Regions from separate parts of the Mus musculus genome. Here region 1 is linked to region 2. The links are chromatin contacts, called in public HiChIP or PLAC-seq maps. All regions are on one chromosome and are shown on one strand. Each heading gives the region's core, a stretch centred on a gene start, on an enhancer-like site or on the middle of the called end of the contact. The rest is flanking DNA. Distances are from core to core; before and after follow the strand shown. Region 1 overlaps Gipc2 (GIPC PDZ domain containing family, member 2). Region 2 has its middle 22 kb from the start of Gm25056.

What was found. HiChIP or PLAC-seq counts read pairs in DNA pulled down with a chosen protein or histone mark.
Region 1: a CTCF HiChIP or PLAC-seq map of the NIH/3T3 cell line shows a contact between it and region 2, with 8 read pairs. The contact joins two enhancer-like sites. A contact is called at or near these places in 1 of 15 datasets of contacts at CTCF or cohesin (the NIH/3T3 cell line) and 2 of 9 other capture datasets (adipose tissue and liver).

Annotation. Positions count from the first base shown.
Region 1 is chr3:152,113,058-152,116,781 of GRCm38.p6, forward strand. All of the region lies in intron 3 of Gipc2 (GIPC PDZ domain containing family, member 2), which reads right to left. Among named protein-coding and RNA genes, the nearest start is that of Gm40179, 7.8 kb to the left of the region's middle. Within about 2 kb of position 1,919, at least 168 of the 459 cell types and tissues checked have an H3K27ac peak or open chromatin away from gene starts, as enhancers often do. A contact at or near this core is called in the NIH/3T3 cell line, where this site is marked.
Region 2 is chr3:151,946,401-151,949,730 of GRCm38.p6, forward strand. No RefSeq gene overlaps it. Among named protein-coding and RNA genes, the nearest start is that of Gm25056, 22 kb to the left of the region's middle. Within about 2 kb of position 1,816, at least 9 of the 459 cell types and tissues checked have an H3K27ac peak or open chromatin away from gene starts, as enhancers often do. A contact at or near this core is called in the NIH/3T3 cell line, where this site is marked.

The sequences.
Region 1 (3,724 bases), core at 669-3,168, 170 kb after region 2:
ACCTAGAACTTCTGTTTAAGTTTCAGAAGTCAGGAGGAAAGGCAAAACAAAATCTTACGAGCACACAAGAGACCATAGAGAAGGGTTACATCCTAGATGGCTGGAAGCCATTTATAAAGAAAGTGAAAGAGAAAAAAAAATCAGTATTTTAGTAACATAGAAAAAAAGAAATTAATCTCTTACGGTTCAAAACTGATGTAATTTTTAAAATATGTTTCTCATTAAATTTCAGCTGAATGTATGGGCTCATTTCATTTTTTCTAACTCCTCAAAAATATGATCTGGCCCTTTAACCATATTTTTTTCTTTTTCCTTTTCTTTCTCTTTTCTTCTTACTTACCAGCTCAGGGTGAGCTGCTGGAATTCATTATATAGCACAGGCCTGCTTCAAACTCCAATGATCTTCCTGCCTTGGCCTCTTGAGTACTGTGATTACAGACATGAGCCACCAAGCCCAACTGCCCTGACCTTTTGGGACATCTATGGGGACTTTCCACTGAGATCTGACGGCCCCCATGGTACACTTGGTTTTCACACAACGTCATAGCTTACAGTCATGTTCTAATGGCCGTGGCTAATGGTTTACCCTGTACAGCAATCGCCCTTTGGTCAATGTGCACCATGGCCCACAGGCAGTGATTAAAAGCATGGACTGTAGACTCTCAACTAAGCCAGCATCCTCGGAGCTTGCAGCTACAGCTTGAGGAGTAAAATCCTTATCTGTAAGCAGAATGTTGTCTACAGGGCTGAGCAGGCTCCCACAGAGCGAATGCATGGAGGACTCTGGGCCGGGCAGCCTACACCTACTAGCAGACTGCTGTGGCTGCCCAATGGTTGAGAGAGGGTGAAGGGTGACTGGGAGTGGGAAGGAGGGAGGGAGGCAGAAATGGAGGGAGGGAAGGAGGTGGGGAGGGGGGGAGGGAGGCTCTTCACTCCCTCCAGAACAAAGCCATTCACACTCTTTCTGAAAATGGGAAACATGCGAAGGTCCTTCTTCATAAGTTCAAAAAGTTCACTCCAAACATCAGAAGCACAGGCCTCTCTCCCTCTGTCTCTGTCTCTTTGTCTTCATTCGCATATATTTTCACCCCTCTCAAATAAAGCCATATAATGGCTCCCTTCAATTGGGAGTAGCAGTAGATAAGCCTAATAGGGTTCCACTCAGAGTCCCCAAAACAGAGAGATGCAGCAAAGCCTTCACAGATGCTCCACACAGGAGATCCTCTAGAGGCTGTCCCATTAGCAGGAGGCCTTGCAGGGGAAGAACAGTGCTGTGGAGAGCCAGGGTGATGGATGTAATCCCAGAACTCTGGCCTCTGCCCCCTCCATCCCAGAAAGGGAAACACAGCCCTCCCCTAACCTGCCTCCATCTTGAGTGGGACGACAGAGCTTGGCAGAACGTTGCAACAGACTCCAAGCTGCAAATCCAGGGATGCTTGCCGTCCCTGGGTTCCCAGAACAGACAGATCTCAGGGACTGACAAATACAAGCCAGGTTCACTAGGAGCAGACCCTACCACCGGTTTATCCCACAGGAAGAGAGTGGTTTTACACAGCATTGAAACCAACGGGTGTCATTTTATAGAACTGCTGTGTTAACTCTACAATCTTGCGATTATTTTTAATTATGCACATACACAAACGTGCATTGAGTATGTGTGTGTGTGTGTGTGTGTGTGTGTGAGAGAGAGAGAGAGAGAGAGAGAGAGAGAGAGAAGGGGGGGGTCAGAATCTTCCTTTAAAAGTGGTGTCTGAGCAGACACCCAGCCACCAGGGGTAAAGACGCGAGATGACCACAGCCAACGGCAGAGAGGACTGAACAGAGCAGAGGAGAAACCGGTCCAGCCCATGAGTTCTGCAAAGTCAAAGACTTCAGAAGCAAGGAGAGGGCAGTTGCACAGTCCCGCCCAGCCGGGTGACTCTGCGCTTTCTCTCTCTGGCCTGCCTGGGATGATTCATCTAAAACTTCCCTCCGACTGCTGTGAGCCCTGAGCTGCTCAGGATACTTGGCAGCAGATCAAAGGGCTGGGCATGAAGGGCGTTCCCTTGGGCCAAGGCTCTAAACTGGGAGTTAGCAATTATGTCTGATGCATTCATGAGTGTTATGCACATACGGTGCTTGTAGCTTTTTCTTTTTTTAACTAGTTGACAACTTTTTGGTTATTGGTTTGTTTTATTTATTTATTTATTTATTTATTTATTTATTTAGAGACATGGTCTCATGTAGCCCAGACTGGCCTTGAACTTAATTTGTAGTCAAAGGTGATCTTGAATTCCTGATCCTCCTACATTCAGCTCGCACACGATGAGATTACAGGCTGAAGATTCTTAAAGTCCTGGTTTATGTGGTACTGGGGACCGAACCTAAGACTCCGGACATTCTAGGCAAACACTCTACACCCCAACCGCACTTCTATCTCTCTCTCTCTCTCTCTCTCTCTCTCGATGGGGATTGTACTCACTACAAAGACCAGTCTAATATCAAAGTCAGAGATCTGCCTGCCTCTACCGCCTGAGTACTGTGGTTCAAGTGCTTGCAACACCATACCTGGCAAATTTTTGTTTTCAATAAGGGTTTACAGCTTGCTTAGAAAGAGTCCCTATGTTGGTAACCAGCTGAGTCTTCCATTGAAAATATTTAGACCAGTTTTGCTTAGAATTCATCTCAAACATTTACTACGCCCCATTAAAGACAACCTGGCCCTTCATTCATCTTCTTCCACAGAATCATTGTGACAGAATGAGTTATACTGCATTAAACATTAATGACAACCCCATTTTGTCCTTGTAAGCACTTTAAAACCTTGACCAAAACAATGTTCGTCAATGACAGATAAAATGCATTATCGATCTAAAACCCCGAATTTTCCCCAAAGCCCCTTCCACACCCCAAATGCCCATTTATTTTTTTAAGCTTTATTTATTTATTTATTTAATGTATGAGTCCACTGTAGATGTCTTCAGACACACTAGAAGAGGGCATCAGATCCCATTACAGATGGTTGTGAGCCACCATGTGGTTGCTGGGAATTGAACTCAGGACCTCTGGACGAACAGTCAGTGCCCTTAACGGTTGAGCCATCTCTCCAGCCCCCATTTCTAATGTTAACACCATTCTTTCATTCAGCCTTCCAGGACAGAAACCTCAAGAGTAAGGGTGAGTTATGGGCTTCCCTCCCATAGGCCTAGGTATCCAGCAAGCCAGCTCCTACCTGCGCCTACCCCTAAGAGTGTTAAGGAGATATTTGAAGCGGTTTCTAGTTAGGGTGTGACTTGGCCCTTAGCACATACCTTTAATCCCTCGGGCTGGAATGCAGACACACACCCTTAATCCCAAACATTGAAGGAAAGTTAGTTTGTAGAAGGAAGCACCTGTGTTTGGAAATGATGTCTAATTGAATAGCAAAGTGACAAATCAGAGAAAGACTTGACAGGGTAGGCTGTGCCTAACTCTCTCAAGAAGAGAGAGGAAAGAGAAGAGACAGTCAGTACAGGAGAGAGAGGAGAGTGCGGCACAGGATATGGCAGAGTTCTCAGAGAGCAGGACAGGAGAGTTGAGAGGGAGAGTGGAGCAAGGGGGGGGGGTGCGCGGGGGTGGGGGGGTGGAGTTTTAAAGAGACAGGTCGAAAAGAGAACAAGCTAGACACAGGTGAAGACAGAACGAAAACGGGAATGAGAAGGAGCCAGAGTAGAAAAGATTGCTAGAGTTGAGGCCATGCAGAGCA
Region 2 (3,330 bases), core at 566-3,065:
GTTGACTCTATCAGATATCTTGGTCAGAAGGAGAAACTGGGAAATCAGACACTTGTTTGGTTTGCTCTGTAGAATGTTTAGATAGACTTTGAACTTGTTCCACACCTCCTGTTTTATTAAGAAATTGCCTAAATTGCCTTGGTCTGTAACACACAGCAAGCAAGTGACAGTTAACCAATTAATCTATACCACCATGGTTCTAGAACACTTATTTTATGTATTGTGCCAGTTGAAAATATATGTCTCTCTCATCCATTCATACAAAAGCAACACTGTGTCTAACAAGACACCAATGTGCTCACATGCTGAATAAACAAAAATGTAGACATATTTTGCCTCACTTCAAATACTACATGCCATGAGCTTTCTCCCATTTGTCTATGTCTGTTTATGATTCCCCATCTACCTGAAATACATGGACTCAGTTCTCTGCCGAGCCAGTTCCCCTCTAAACAAACTCCAAGGTCACCTTTAGCCCCTCTTGGAGGCCTTCTCTAAGCAGCCTATGAACGCCATCCAGTTTTGCTCCCTCAGCCTTCCCTGTGCACTCTGCATGGCCCACACCCTTAGCCATGCCCAAGCCAGGCTGAAACAAGTTGGGTTTTTTGTTAATTAACTTTTTCTTGAGATTATAATATAATGAATGCGTTCACCCTCCCCTTTCCTCCCACCAAACCCTCCATATGCCCTTCATTGCTCTCTTTCACATTCATGCCCCTTTCTTCACTGATTGTTACGTGTGTGTGTGTGTGTGTGTGTGTGTGTGTGTGTGTGTGTGTGTGTATGTATATATATATGTGTGTGTGTGTGTGTGTGTGTGTGTGTGTGTGTATCCATGTGCTTGCTCAATCTGTATAATGTCACTCAAATGTTTTCAGGGCTGACCGTTTGATGTCAGATAGCTAACCAGTATGCTCTTCCCTAGGAAACACTCCTCCTCCTGCTCTCAGCATCCTTGCCTCCCTGTGGTTCTTTGTATAGAGTTGAGGCCTCCTGGGCCTTCCCCACCACATAGGCTTGTCTAGTGTTGTTTCCTTGTACAGCTCATGTTTTGACAGTCATATTGGTGAGGGTTTATGGATATGGCTCCTGACATTACTAGGAGACACAATTTCATGGTAAACTCCCTTATTTTCTGTGTCTTAAATTTTTCCACAACCCCCCCCCCACGATGATCCCTGATCCTTGAGTGCAGGTGTTGAATTGTAGATAAGTCACTTGGGACTGGGCTCCACCACTCTGCATTCTGATTGCTTGTGGTTTTCTGTAATGATCTCCATCTGTTCCAAAGAGGAGTTTCATTAATGCAGAGTAAGGTTGGCACTTACTGTGGGTATAAGTGTTGTCAGGGCTTGTATTAGTATAGTAAAACTGTATGTGTAGGTTTCCCTCCAAGATCCATCACTTCACTAACTCTGGTGAGTTCACTAGGTTTCCACCACCAGGAATTATTTCTCTCTTGTTGAGCAGGCCTTGAGCTCAGTTACAAAGCTGGTTACTGTCAAGGCATGATGCATGTCTACATGCATGATGGAAGGGTTATTATGCCTCTCTGGTCATTGCTGTGGTTTGTAGGCTTAGATTTGTCGAAATCTACTTTATTAAGGGTTCTCAAATGCTTTGACTCATTGCTTCTAGTCCAAATGTAAGGGAGAAAAGATGGTAACTAAGACAAGGGGATACAGAATTGTTTAGAAGTAGTTCTTTGGGCTTATTCCAATCTCTGTTGTCAGGACACCAACAGTCCAGCTTAAAGGTGTCAGCAAACACAAATCAGCAACAGCAGCACAATTCAGCAGAAACCACCAGGCCTCTGCTGAATCAGCATGAGTCATCAGGAGTGACCAGAACCTGCAGAAATGCCAGGAGTTCTCTACCATGCCTCTCTCAGTAAGATGAAGATCAGTGAAGATTCAAGGCCAATGAAGCCTTGCACAGCTAGCTATGCAAGCTCCCCATCACTGTCTATTGAGTCCTATTTATACTCTCCCCAACCATCATGAGTCCTCTCTTGGGTCTTGCCTCAGCAAACTATCATGTGAGTCTGCACCACGTGACACAACCAGAAACTTCCCCTTCAGTAGTTCGTACGAATCACAGCTGGGTAAGACTCTTGTTTAATTCCCTCCTTTGTAAATTTGTCTGGTGTCTCTGGTACCTACTGTAAAAGTTAGTCCTCAGAAAGGAGGCTGTCAAATCAGTTCCGGATCAGGGGCTTCCTGGTCCTGTGTCTGAAGTGCGTGATGTCTTCAGCAATAGGAACATACCTTTTACTTTTGGGAGTAAGGTACAACCAAAGACAATAGCAATAGCCTGTTACATTTGGGGATTCTTTTACATAACACTGGCTAAAAACTCAAAGTAGGGTTTCTCATGACTGGTGTTAGGTTTTTTTGTTAGCTGGTCATTGTCTTTTGGAGGGAGCATTGCAAACCAGATGAGAAATTTTCATTTAAGCTATCTGTGTATATTTATACACAAATGTATATGCATGCCTTTTTAGGGCTTTAGACATTCTTACTATTGTATTAGCCTCCGCTCTCCTTCTTCTGTATGTGTCTCTCTTTCCCTTCTTATGTATGGAACCTCCAGCTTAACTGTAAATACTTGAATTCTGGGATTATTACTAAGATGTTGAGTTTTAGCCACATTCAACTTTCTAGCACACTGTTGATTACAAAGTAAAGCTCAGCATAAGAACTTAATGTCTGAGATAAACAGATGCATTTTGTAAGTCATTATAACAATTATTAATATTTTAATGACACATTCACTTATTACACACATACTAGAAAAGGAAATAAAGCAAACATGTCCCCATCAGAGCTTCTACAGAGATAAGTGTTTGCAACGTGGACCATATCTCTTTAAAACTATCCCACTTTAAAACCTTTTCCTTATCCTTTTACTTTTTCCATTATTTTGCCTCAAAATCAGGTTACTATTTTATAAGAGAACCAGCCAATAGTACTTGACCAGTGGTTCATCCCTATGGTCAACTTGCCCGGATATAAAGCCACTTTGGAATCACATCTAGACATGTCTGTGTGGGTGTTCCTAGACAGGTGTAACTGCAAAGAGGAAGACTCACCTTGAGCAGAAAAGCACAACTTCAACCATAGATCCCATATTGAATAAAAAGAAAAAGAAGGAAAAGCCAGGTGAATACAAGAGTTCGTTTCTCTCTGTTCCCTGTTCTGACTGGAAAATGAAGACCTAGTCATACCCTCCTACCATCATACACACTTCTGTGTCCTCCTCACCATATGGGTTGTATGTGCACTTTTGTCAGAGACTTTGTCATAGCAACAACAACAAAAAAAAAGACAA